Regions from separate parts of the Mus musculus genome. Here region 2 is linked to region 1. Evidence: chromatin contacts called from public promoter capture Hi-C data. All regions are on one chromosome and are shown on one strand. Each heading gives the region's core, a stretch centred on a gene start, on an enhancer-like site or on the middle of the called end of the contact. The rest is flanking DNA. Distances are from core to core; before and after follow the strand shown.

Region 1 (6,293 bases), core at 2,040-4,539:
TGGCAGAGGTGGATGGTGATTGGGATATAGGAAAAGCAGTGGGCAGAGGCCTGACTGACCTGATATTCAATCTGCACAAAGTCCAAGGTATGCTAGGTTCACCAAAGTAGATTTGCTGGACCTGATCCCCAAGCACAGGAGTGGTACCCTCCACAGAAGCTGGGGGAGAGTCTGCAGCAGGCCTGAGCCTGCTGATGTCAGTGCTGACTGAGTCCATGCTAACTGAGATCTGTAGGCAGAGCTCTGCCCTGTAGCTCCCTGCCTCAGTTTATCTTTGCAATACAAAGCAAATCCTTCCCCAGCTATGTGTTTTAGCCTTTGAGTAGGGGAGTTTCGGTGTACACATTGAATTTTCCACTTATGTAAATAAAACGGATTTTGATAAATCCATGGTGAGGAATCTGTTTGTCCTGGGACTGGGTTCAGTGGTGGATGCCATGACCACCTTCACCACCTCTTCCTTCTCTTCCTCCTCTTCCTCCTCCTCTTCGTTTCTTTCTTCCTTTTTTTTTTTTTTTTTTTTTTTTTTAATGTTAGGTCTCACTACCTGTCTCCGACTGTCCTGGAACTCATTGTATAGGCTAGGCTATCCTCGAACTTGGAGAGATCCTGCCTTTGCCTCCCACATGCTGGGACTAGTGTGTGCCACCACGCCTGGAGGGTGTAACATTCTGGAGAGTCAGTGCTTTGGCCTCTGTGCTGAGTAACCTGGTGTAGGGCCTAGCTGGAAGATCTCAGGGCCTCTCAGAGTGCTTTGATCTCTGTGTACAGTCTTTCAAAATGAGGGATAGGGATTGCTATGAGGACCAAGGATAAGCCCTAAGTCAGAGTGATTCTGAACATCAAACTTTACAGCCCTGTGGCAGCTTAGACATCGCTGGGTGGCTAGGGAAAGTCCAGCTGGGCCTTGGGCATCCAAGACAGAGTGGCTGAGCAGGGAAGCTGTCTGAGGCCTAATGAAAGCTCTCTTGCTGTGATGGGATTAGGCAGGTGTGGGTGTTTGCAGGGCCCCCAGTCTGTGCCTAGCTTTTCCCAGTTGTGAATGAATGGTATGTACCTTGGCTGAATCTGGCTGTATGTCACCAGGTGGGGAGGGGCAGGCTAGTGAATATATCCCTGAAGCTGAGTGAAGGGGAAGGAACGGTTTTCTATTATAAGCAACACTATAGACTAGATGAATCATAAAGTGTGTTTATTTTGGCTCAAGAACCTGGTCCAAAGATCAGGATGAATTTAATGATAGTAGCCTTTCTGACAGAGGCCTGAGGCATAGGGTACCTCAGTGATTGGGGGAGAAGGGGACAGAGAGGGATGGGGAAGGGCAGGGAGGGAGGGAATGAAAATGTATGGGTTCTGTTTTCTCTCTTTAAAGCCATGGAATGACAAGGTGACATTTTTACAACCTCATTTGATCATAACCACCAATCTTGAAGGCACAGCACAGTGGATTGAATTTTCAGCCTCCACCACCCTCTAGGTGGCTGGGGGAGACTTCAGCCAATGACACCACAACTAGATCACTGTGGGACCACAGGAGCGCTGCTTAAGTTTCCAGCTGTGTAGAGGTCACAGGTCAAAAAAACACAGGCCTTCAGTTGGGGGAAGTGCTGCTAGATTCTCCTGTATTATTATTATTATATTATTTTCTGTGACAGGGTCTCTGTAGCCCTGGCTGTCCTGGAACTTGGTATGTAAACCAGGCTGTTCTCAGAGTCACAGATCCCCCACCTACTTGTCAGCCTCCCAAGTGCCCGGCTTGCTTGGTTATTTTAAAAGTGGAAGAAACATGTCTGTGGGGTGATGGCAGTGATCCATTAGTAAAAAGCTTATGACACTGGGACTTGAGGTTGTCATATCCAGGCAGCTGCTACTTACACAGCACAGACATTTCAGGAAGGCTCTTGGGGCTGTTTTCATGCACTTAGGATGGTGACTAGGGCTACATGGGGTAGACAGGAAAGGTCTGGGCTGAGAACAGAAGCTGTGAGTGGACTGGATGCCAGGCAGGGTAACTGGGCAGAGGGAAGGACTGCTAGAGGCTGAAGCCTGGGAGAGACAAAAGGTCTGTGTGGCTGGATTCTGCTAGTGTGGGCCAAGTGTGCCTTCAAGGAGCTGTGAAAGGAAAGGGTGTGGTAGGTGAAGGGTCAGGTTTGGGGCTGGTGAGGTTGGATTTTACAGTAGGGTTGGGACCAGGGATTGGGCACTGAGGCTTGTGAACCTTCTGTCTATCAAAGCCTTATCCTTGCAAAAAGTAACTCTGGGGCATGAGTTCCCTGAATGGGTCACTTTATCAGCTCTTTTCCTTATTCCGGAATGGGACTCTGGGCCCTAGAGAGTTCGATAGATCAGCCTCTTGGAAAAGTAGCTGGCCAGCATTGGGTTTACCTAAAGATTATCCTGTCCCTTTCTTGCAGGGCCTGATCCAGGACCCCAGGGCCCAGTATCCTTGGGTCAGGAAATTCTCGACTAGAAAACTAAGGTTTCTAAGAGCCTCTTCCCTCTAGGGCCTGCTCAATCAGCTGTGTGCATTGATATTTTACACGGTCTGTGAAGTGTAGATGGGGGGGGGGTCATGGGTGAGGCTGAGTTGTTTAGATGGCTCTGGAAACACTTATCCTCTCTGGCCACTCTAAACTTTGTGAGAGTTCTGGAAAGTTCAGGATCCCAGGCTGGCCAAGGAAGCAACCAGCTCCCTTTCAGAATGGGAGGAGTCTGAGGCACTTCCCTTCCTGCATAAATGGGCATGGAGGTGGGCAGGGCTGCAGGCAAACAGGTTGCCATGAAAAGTCTAAAGCTTTTCTGTCTCCCAGTTCTTGCTCAAAGAACATTTTTCTATCTGCTCTCCCACTCCACAAGGGCTCTGAGACATAAGGGGTTCTATCCCTAGCGCTAGAACTTTTGTTTCTTGGGTCCTGCCCTATGAGAGGTCCAGGTGAATGGGCAAAGGGGAGGGTGGGCGGTAGAGAAGGGAAAGGAAGGGAAGTACAGAAGAAAAGGGATTAGAGGCACCCCGCTGAGCAAATGACCTGCTTTCTACTAGTTTACTAAGTAGGGTCTTTTGGGTCACTTCCTCAGTTTATCTGGGTCAGGGAAAGGGGTATCCTGGCAGAGGCGATGTCAGTAGAGGGCAGACTGAGCTTTCAGGAGTCCAGGGAACCTATGGGAAGAGCTGCTGGACGGGCTCCTCCCTCTCTGTGCCCTGGATAGGGGTTCTGGGTCAGTCAGCCAGACCTGCCCCCACTGGTGGTTCCGTTCAGCCCAAGCTCCGCCTGCCAGCACCCCTGACTCACTTCCTTTGCATCTAAGCGGAAACCTCCCCAGAGCTTCCCCTGTTCCTGTCCCTGGGGACCTGCAGAAGTTGTTACCCCTTCAAGCCTGAGTTGGGCCAGCCAGACCCTGGCCCACCCACCTCACCGATTGGGTGGAAGACTAGCATTTCCTGCTTCCTGAGTTGCTGGCTCCTGGCCTTGGAAGGGAGTGGCTGAGCTGGAGGAGCCTGCGCAGCTGCAGGTAGGTAGCTGCAGATATGGAGAGCTTCAGGCCAGCCTCCTCAGAGGCAAGGCTTTAATCCTTCCTCGGCTCTTGTTCATTTTTCTGCTCTTGTGTTCTCTGGGAGGATGGTGAGGGACCCCAGATTTGGGCTTGGATGGGAGCTAAGGGTGGGAGTGGGTTGGAAGGCCTAGGTTGTGACTAGGGACAGTGCTAGAATCCATTCTCAAAACCATGAAAGTTTGTCTGCATATTCCACCAACTGTCCTAAGTATGGGGAGAGTCTCAACTCTTAGGGGTACTGAGTCCTCTGGAACAAGGTGCCTACTTGGGACCTGTAAAGCCTTTGACAGTCTGATAGGTGCTGGGTGTGTTTGTGCAGGGTCCAATTTGACCATTCTATAACCCTAATCAGTGACAACGAGCCTTCTGTTTATTCCTCTAAGAGGGAGGTCAACAGTATGATAAATTATACACCTCGCCCCACCCCCGCACTTCCTCACAGCCTAGGCCTTTTCGGAGAGGACCCAAGAGATTTGCATGCGTTGGGGCCCTCCTGCTGAGAGCCGGGCTTCCTGGTTAGTGGAACTAGCGAGGCGGGGCCAGTATTTGGCCGGAAAGTACCTTAAGGAACCCCAAGAGGGTAAGATCGGGGACTCACGAAGTCTTCCCATTTTTCTATTGCAGGGAGGGGAACTACATGCCCAGCATAGGTCCTGAACCATGGACCGCAGCCATCCTAGCCTAGAGCCCCAGGCCAAGGGACCATGTGTGATAGCGCCAGTGCGCGCCGTGCTCCGTCTGCGCCGCCGAGTCTGCGTCCTGCGCAAGAGGCGCCTCTTGCAGCCAGGCACTGAGCCGGACTCTGGGACAGGGACACTTGGGCCCACCGGCAGCTTGGGCACTCTACGTGCCGACCTAGACCAACCTAAATTCTTCACCTTCGACAGCCTGACAGAGCTGACTTCTAGGACACCCCGCAAGAGGCGCAGGCGTAGTCGGGTAGTTCTCTACCCAGAAACCTCACGGAAGTGCCGACCCCGCACAGAGCGGCAGAGTCGTGCACAGCGTTGTCTGCTGCTTCTTGTAGCCATTGTGGGGTTCCAGGTTCTCAACGCCATTGAGAATCTAGACGATAATGCACAACGTTACGACCTCGACGGGCTGGAGAAGGCGCTGCAGCGTTCTGTGTTTGGACAGCCAGCTGCTGTGGGCCGCATCATGGCCCTGCTGCGAGACTACCTGGCTACACATGTGCACAGTCATCCCTTGCTCCTGGCACTGCACGGGCCCAGTGGTGTAGGCAAGAGTCACGTGGGGCGTCTGTTGGCGCGCCACTTTCGCGCAGTGCTGGAAGATGGTGCTTTGGTTCTGCAGTACCATGCACGATATCACTGTCCAGAGCCACGCCCGGTTCAGGACTGCCGGAAGGAGCTGGCACAGCGAGTGGCAGATGTGGTGGCACAGGCTGAGGCCGAGGAGAAGACCCCTCTCTTGGTCCTGGATGAGGCTGAACTCTTGCCACCTGCGCTGCTAGATGAGCTCCACGACCTCCTGCAGCCACAGCGTTCGCACCATTTCCACAATGCTATCTATGTACTCCTAAGTGGCGCTGGTGGTATAGAGATCACACACTTTGTGCTGCAAAATGCGTCACGGATGTTGCCCCCACTCCGCCATAGCGCAGGCAGTACTCAGACTGAGGAATCTCCAGCCCAGGAGTTACTCACCAGTCTTCGAGAGCTCCTGGCCCGAGAACACCCTCTGTGGCACACTGCAGCCATCGTGCCCTTCCTGCTACTGGACAAGCCGGATGTGGTCAACTGCTTCAGAGAGGAGATGGCAGGGGAGGGCTTTTTTCCTGAGCAGGCACTGGCAGAACATCTGGCAGAGCAGCTCAGCTACTACCATGTTGCTGGACATGAATTTGCCATCACCGGCTGCAAGCAGGTAGTAGCTAAGGTCAACCTCTTACAGCACAAGCCTGCACATGCTGGACACTAGCCAGTGGGCCCAGGCAATCGGAACTGTTGAAGAAAACAGGAAGGATGTCAGGTGACTTGTCCCCAAGCTGGTTCACCCCAGGAGCTAGGGAGGCTGATGCAGTGGCTTAGCTCTGAGCTCCACGTCCGTCCTCTTCACCCCTGAGCCTTGAGATTCCCTAAGGTCACCAGGAAAGTAGCTACCTTCCCATATGGAGTCTTCCCCATACCCCCAGCTCCCACTATGTCCATCATATCCCAGAGACATGTGATAGGGCTTCCCATAACCCTAGGAAGTAGCCAGGGTTATGGTAGATTATCTCAGAGGGTGTGAGGCTGCGGTAGGATTCTGGTCCTCTGGAACATGTGGCAGCCTCCATGCCTCTCACAAACTCCCAACCACCCCTTGAATGCCTCCTTAGCTTAGAGGCCACGAGGTGGGGACAGCTTCTCTGTCTGTGCACGTCTCTAGGCCTGCCTCAGAAGGAAGTTAGATGTCTGCAAGCCAGTGAGTAGATCATGGAATTCTTCAGATGCTCTGGGGCATGAACCTAAGAGGAGACCCACCCTCGTGAGACTGGCTGCCTGTTTGCCCCAGAGACAGACATGTAGAATGGCGTTGGAATCAGCTACAAGGTTCAGGGTCCTGCTCACCAGAAGAGACCCGAGAGGAGAGACCTCTACCTCCAGGGAGATGATGTGTCTTCACCACCCTGGGGAGACCTGGGAAACCACCAAGCTCAGGTTTCCCAAGAAAGGCTCACTGGACTCCAGTCTGTCCTACTGCTGAGGAACTCACTGGCCCCTTCCCTTCCCTGGCTC
Region 2 (6,293 bases), core at 2,297-4,796, 230 kb before region 1:
AGGACGCTGCTCCCTCCCTGCCCACCCACGTGCCCGGGCTATGCCTGCACCTCACCTTCCTTCACAGAGATGGTGGGCTTCTTCTGCCGCAGTCCCAACAGGATGAAGAAGAGGACAAGCGGGATGAAGATCTCAAAAGCCAGGACCCACTGGAAAGGGTGGGCCACATGAGGCCACATGCAGTCTGTCCACTGCCTGCCCAGGACTGGACATGACAAACATGTGCTGGCCTAGGCCCTCCTGATCTCCTAGAAGGACCAGCCTACCCACAAGCACCCAGTGGCCATGAAGGGTCAGCACAGGTTTCTCAGGTCCACCCAAGATTGTAGTCCCTCCCAGTATACCAAGACGGTGAGTGCTATGTGGTACCACTAAATGGGGCCCCTAGGTTGTGCCTGTCAAAGCATGGACCGCCTACTCTCTGAAGAGGTCAAAAGTCAGCCAGTTTGTTGTCAACCGTGACCCATTCATTGACCCAACCAATAGGACAAACGGGTACAATCTTGGCCACATGTGGCCTCTTTGTGCCTGGAGCCCCTACGCCATCTCTCACCTCCTCTGCCGCAGCAGCCTTGTAACTCTGTGCTGACTCAGAGAGGTGAGGCCTGGTATAAGCAAGGCCCAGCAGGTGACCAGGGCACTGAGCCTCTGGCTAACATAGTCCTTGTGGCAAGAAGCCTTTTGTCCTGCCCTAACCTCCCAGGGCCAGGCTGCCAAGGGAGGCCAGACTCACCTCCCATACCATGTGGAGAAAAAGGGGCTTTACCAATTCCTGCCCCCACCTCAGCTCAGGGAGGAAGTCCAGGAAATAGACTGGGAGCTCCTGCCTCTAAGATCCCAGGAAAGAGAGGGTCAGCCCTGCAGAAGCCGTCCTCCTCCATGGCTCTTCCGCCTCAGGTCTCCTTCACCCTCGTCACCATCTGAAGCAGACTCTGAAGCCCCTCCCAGGAGTGGTGTGGGTCCGTGCCCAGCTTGTCCCTGGTTGTGCCCACTGTGCTGACAATAGCTCTCTGTGATCAGAACACCCTGCTGTGTTGTCTATACCCTCACCCGCCTCAGCCTGTGCCAGCCTCCACCTCCTCTCCAGCCAGGATGGAGTCCAGGGCCAGTTGAGGAGGTGGTATGTACACCCAGGGCTGCAGGACACGGTGTCTCACGCATACAGAGTAGCAGGGGTCACAGCTCAAGAGACAGCCCTACCCACACTTACCCGACCACAGGCACATCTGCCCTGCCCTGGGCACCTCTGCCCGAGTAACTGCAGCGCAGGCCAGGCTGGCTCCCCTATCACTATAGCAACGGCTGCGCATGAGCTGCTGGGAGAAAGAGTCCTAGCTGGGAGGCGGAGGGCAACAGAGGGGCATCTGGTTACAGGCTCACAGCACAGGTCCAGCGCTACCTGTCTTACCTAGGTGACCGCAAGTGACCTAGGGATTCTGTCTCTCAAGACAAGTCCCGTGCTTCCACACTGCCCCAATATCTCCATGCTCACCCTGGGCCTGAGCAGCCTTGTGCTCGCTGTGATGGGGGATGGGGAGGGTAGCAGGTGATACCCACGTGTGATGTTAGCTTCCACCACAACTACTCTATACTGGTGATCCTCCTAAGGGTGCCAGGGTGGACCCATGTCCCATGTACTACCCATGTCCCTACAACAAGGCAGGGTAGTACTTGAGCGAAGGAAGCAAGCAGGGCAGAAGTCCTGAGGTCCCCTCCAGATCACAAGCTTTGCATGGGCACACCCCTGACACCAGCAAAAACTGTCTTCCTGGAAGAAGACAGCCACTGCTGGTAGCTCAGCCATAGGTTATGGATCTCCTCTGTGGTCTAATTGGTCTCTGGGAATGTTGAAGCATGCGAATTCAGGAAAACCCAACAGATCCACATAACAGGCAGGGGTCAGTCCTAGGGAAAAGGCAACGGGCACCTCCAACTGACTGTCACACAGCTGGACTCTTCTCCCAACTTGCTGTGGCAGGAACTATGTTGTGGCCTCTATTCCCAAGCCCTGAGGGGTGTTCCTGATAAGCAACTTTGGGCTAGCTAGCACTAAGGCATGCCTACATACACTCTGTGTCCCTTCTTCCCAGGGACTCAAAAGCTATAGTCACAGGGCTGCCCCTTCAGACCCCACACCAGCCAACCAGAACAGAGAATGTACCCAGTCCTGGCAATCAGCCAGGGCCAGGTGCCCACGGGAATTCTGCCAGGCTGTGGTGATGACTGCTACCCACCCTGCCTACAGACCAGAGTTTCTTATTATGAATCTAAAGTACTCAAAGAACATAGGTGGAGTGTTGCTGCCCAAGGGGTCCCTGGGTATGAGCTGGTTAAGGCCCTTCTTTTAGGTCCTGCACTCTCTTGTCTCCATCCTGGAAAATCCCAAGGGCCCTCGGACACTCTTGCTGGCCCAGGACTCTCTGGATGCCCTTGCTCTTCCAGGGACTGGGATGAAAACCAACACTGCAAACGCCATCCGTGCCTGGCATCCTGCTCCTCACACAGGACTCGTACCCCAACACTCTTTATACCCTGCCTGGCCTAGACAGGTACTAAGAAGCTCAGCAGAACCCAGCCCCAAGAGAGGCCCAAGGCAGGAGAAATCAGAGGAGCAGCCTCAGGAGAAACTGGCCCCAAAGGGTGCTGGGATTTAACAGGTTGAGTCCACACAACAAGGACATTCCCAGGGATGAGAAAGCAGGAGTAAGGGTTGTGACTTGCCAGGATGGGTTAGGAAAGGAGATGAAGGGAGGAGAAGGTGGTGGTGGTGGTGGTGGTGGTAGTGGTGGAGGAAGAGGAGGAGGAGGAGGAAGAGGAGGAGGGCGGTAGCAGCGGCGGCGAAGGCTGTTTGGTACCAGCTTCAGCCTAAGGTGCTTGCCCAAGGGCAGAGTACCAGTAAAGGGAATGAAAAGACAGGTTCCTATGGGGGCCCCAGAGATGATGGGACCAGGGCTCTGAGTCCCTAAGCTGAATGGTGTGTCCCAGCTAGCGCTCTGGACCAGGAACCTGCACCTAGCTCTAGCTGAAGTCCAGGGACCACCTGCCCCCACCCCAGCCTGCCAGAAAGCGCTGCGGAGGGCGCCGGCCCGTGACTCAGCCGTGCGCTGCGAGTGTCAGCGGACCAGGGCACAGCCGAACCCACTGCCGGAGGCCCGGAAGCCCGCGGAATCGTCCGGCCCCGAACAGGGTCTCCGGTGGCGCCCTCCCGGGGTCTGCGCGCGCCTGGACACTGCACGTGCACGCGGAGAGCGCACCGGCAAATTGGGCGCGCGGCCTGCGAGCCCCTAAGGGCGGGCGCGGCTCGCTCACCGGGCTCCGGCGCTTCAGCGTCACGTTCTTCCAGAGCAGCAGCTGCAGCTGGTGCAGGAAGCCCATGGCCGGGCCGCGCTCCGCCGCTTCAGCGCCGCGGCCCTGTCCTCTGCGCGCCCCGCCGGGCCCCGCTGCCGGCCGCGCCGCTCGGCATCGCCCGCGCGGGGGCGGGGCGCTCGAGAGTCCAGGACCTGCTGCTCGCAGGCTCCGCCCCGGCGGCCGCAGCTACAGAGACTCGTCGCGCCCGCGCCCGTCGCCCCCACTTAAAGGCGTCTCTGCGCCCGGGTAGCCGCCAGGGGGCGCCCGCGCCCGCCTGCACCTGCGCACAGCACTAGGCCTCGCTGCTCACTGGACCCATAATGCAGTGTTTCCAAGATCCCTCACAGCCCCCATCTAAACCAAGATCCCGGCTCGCACCTTTCCGAGGTCTAGGGAGAACGCAGGTACCCTATGCTTCTCCCAGGAGATTCCAAATATGAGTCTCCAATTGAGAGATTTACGCAGAGGGGTACCCAAGGTGTTTACTGTCCTGTTTGGAAAACTGAAGGAGGCTTGGTCACCATTAGATTGACCCTCCTCACTTGTAGAGACAGGAAGCAGGGTCAGTCACTCATTTAGAGGAGAGACATTGGTCCGTTAGGAGAATCCCATCGCGGCTTGAGGTGCAACAACACGATGTGACTTAGATATTTTAAAGAGGAGCCTGATGAGAGGGACTGCGGTAGTTCGACCACCTTCACAAAAGCATTCTGTGTTCCTCATAGACGAGCCACCACCTGCTGATGAAATGGCGTTTACCTAGATTATCAAAATGCAGAGCAACAGCAGGTCATGGCAGATTTACCTTTAACCCAGCGCTCAGCTCAGGGAGGCAGAGAAAAGCAGATCTTTGTGAGTTCAAGTCCACACTGGTCTACATAGAGAGACCATATCTCAATAAAATAAATAATAGAGAGCAACCACGCACGTGTAATCCCAGCATCAAAAAGGCAGAGGCAGAAGGGATGAAGTATTCAAGGTCATCCTTGGTTATATAGAGAATTCAAAGCTAGCCTGCGCAACATGAGACCCTGTCCAAAATACTCTCTCTCTCTCTCTCTCTCTCTCTCTCTCTCTCTCTCTGCAGGTGGAGACAGCTGTTTTGAGGTCCAGGGTATCATCCAAACACATTTCTTACATAGTTTTAACTGAATTTAGAACACGTAAGGTGCATATGCCTGGGGTCACTGCAGTCCACCTGCGATTTCCATGCAGGTGAGGCAGATGCCCAGCGGGCAGGGCAGCAGAAATGCTTACCAGGTATGAAGAGCTAGACACACCACGTGAAGGGCTGGGTGTGCATAACCGGAAACTGCTACAGGTCAGAGAGCCCTAATTCTGACCTGAGAAAGTTAGGTTTATATTCAAAATGATGCTGAGACATCACAACTGTGAAAATTTACCACAGTCATCCATTGTGACTACCAGATCAGGCCTCCCTGCTCTAGCCAGACTGCACAAAAGGGGCTGGAAAGCAGGGGTGACTGAGAAGACAGGTTGTCCCTTATATAAGAGGTTTACTTGCTACCCCAACACCACCCACCTCCCCACCTACTCCATATTCATGTAAGCCTAGCATCTTTCTGCTCTTAGAGCCTGGCCTTTGGTGGGTCCTTAGAAGTGTTTGAATGTGGGCCTATTGATACTGTCACAGGACTATTTTCTCCAATATGGCAGGCAGGGGGCAGCAGAGAGCCACTAGCTGTGGTCCTGAGGACTGTGTCTGAAGACTGCAGGCCAGTTTGGGTTTCCCCGGCCTATGAATAGGAGGGGGAGGCTGTGTGGTATTCAGCCTGGGACATGCAGTTTGCTCTTAAAGTGAATGCAAACCGTCATCGAGGGCTAAAGCTTCCTGACACTTCCCAGCTCCTCTCCTGGGCTGGTGGGAGAGGACACGAGACTCCACCCAGCCCCAGGCTCAGGCTCCTTCTCTCCAGTTAGCCCATGAGGCTAGATTAGGGCAGGAAGCCATGGTTAGGCCTTTCCCACAAACCACAGGGGGAGGGCAGCTTCCTGCCTGTACTGCCACCCCATCCCCGGACAAACCCAAGCCCCAGCCCATCCCAGGAGCTCAATCTGTCATACACTCATAGCCTCACCTCTCATCTCCTCCTGGCCCACCCAGTCCAACACAGTGGGCACCTGCAGCAGGCTCTTCAGTGAAAGCCCTAACGGATACATCACACCCCATCACACAGGACACACCTCCCACTGAGACCTATGACATGTGGCACCTCAGCCACAGCTGTGTCTGACCTCAGTTCTCAGGTCTGTACCTGCCGTGGGCTTTGAGTTCCTGGTAAGGTACCACTCAAGCAAGGCTCTCAGACAGAAACGAGAAACCCAATAATGGCTGCCGGAGGGAATTGAGCAGAGGAAGCTGGCTGGTGAGCTCTGCTGCCTAACAGACTTGACCAGGAGATTTCTGTCAGTGTTTTTATTAGTAGTGCCTCTTTCCCTGGGGGAACTGTGGTGTCAAAAGCCCAGAATCATCTGCACTGTCCTTCCACAACCCCCTGCGCCCAGTGTACAGTCTGCACCCAGAGTACTAGAGGGTGCATCTGCAACCTTGAGGCTAAGCACCTTGACTATAGAAGTGTAGGGTCCCAGCTCCAGCCATGGGCATGGAGCCTTCAGCCATGGGTCAAGGTAAGTCAGGGACCCTCAGCCACCTTCCCCATATGCTCCTCATTAATTCATTGTCTCTTATCCTGGGCCCCTACTCTAAAGCCCACCAGGGCATCTCAGCCCAGTTTTCTCCTTATATCCTGAATTCCTGCTCACTGAACAGGAAAAGCCTTGGGGTAGTGCCATGGTGACCAAAAGCCTGGATGCCCAGCTCTTTGGTTTCAACATCAGTCTCCCACCCATCCAGCCTCTCCCAGCAGCAGGAGTTCAAGCCTGGAACCAGCTTTCAAGGTCTTCATAGACCTGGCTGCGGGGCA

What was found. Promoter capture Hi-C pulls out the DNA fragments that hold promoters and counts their contacts.
Region 2: a promoter capture Hi-C map of the HPC-7 cell line shows a contact between it and region 1. The contact joins the promoter of Abca2 here to the promoter of Tor4a in region 1. A contact is called at or near these places in 19 of 39 promoter capture datasets (the 3T3-L1 cell line, 3T3-L1-derived adipocytes, the C10 cell line and 12 more), 2 of 15 datasets of contacts at CTCF or cohesin (CD8 T cells and embryonic stem cells), 21 of 484 Hi-C or Micro-C datasets (B cells, CD4 T cells, the G1E-ER4 cell line and 13 more), 10 of 115 datasets of contacts at active chromatin or transcription factors (astrocytes, effector CD8 T cells, embryonic basal ganglia and 4 more) and 3 of 9 other capture datasets (adipose tissue, embryonic stem cells and liver).

What each region holds. Positions count from the first base shown.
Region 1 is chr2:25,193,809-25,200,101 of GRCm38.p6, reverse strand. It overlaps Tor4a (torsin family 4, member A), which reads left to right and starts at 3,289. Exons shown (of 2, transcript NM_146115.4): 1 at 3,289-3,510; 2 at 4,177-6,293. The coding sequence starts at 4,213. The coding sequence ends at 5,493. Nelfb (negative elongation factor complex member B) reads left to right here. Exons shown (of 13, transcript NM_021393.3): 13 at 1-390.
Region 2 is chr2:25,425,852-25,432,144 of GRCm38.p6, reverse strand. It overlaps Abca2 (ATP-binding cassette, sub-family A (ABC1), member 2), which reads right to left and starts at 3,546. Exons shown (of 49, transcript NM_001368624.1): 1 at 3,310-3,546; 2 at 56-149. The coding sequence starts at 3,375. Fut7 (fucosyltransferase 7) reads right to left here. Exons shown (of 4, transcript NM_001289453.1): 4 at 5,771-6,293. The coding sequence ends at 6,244.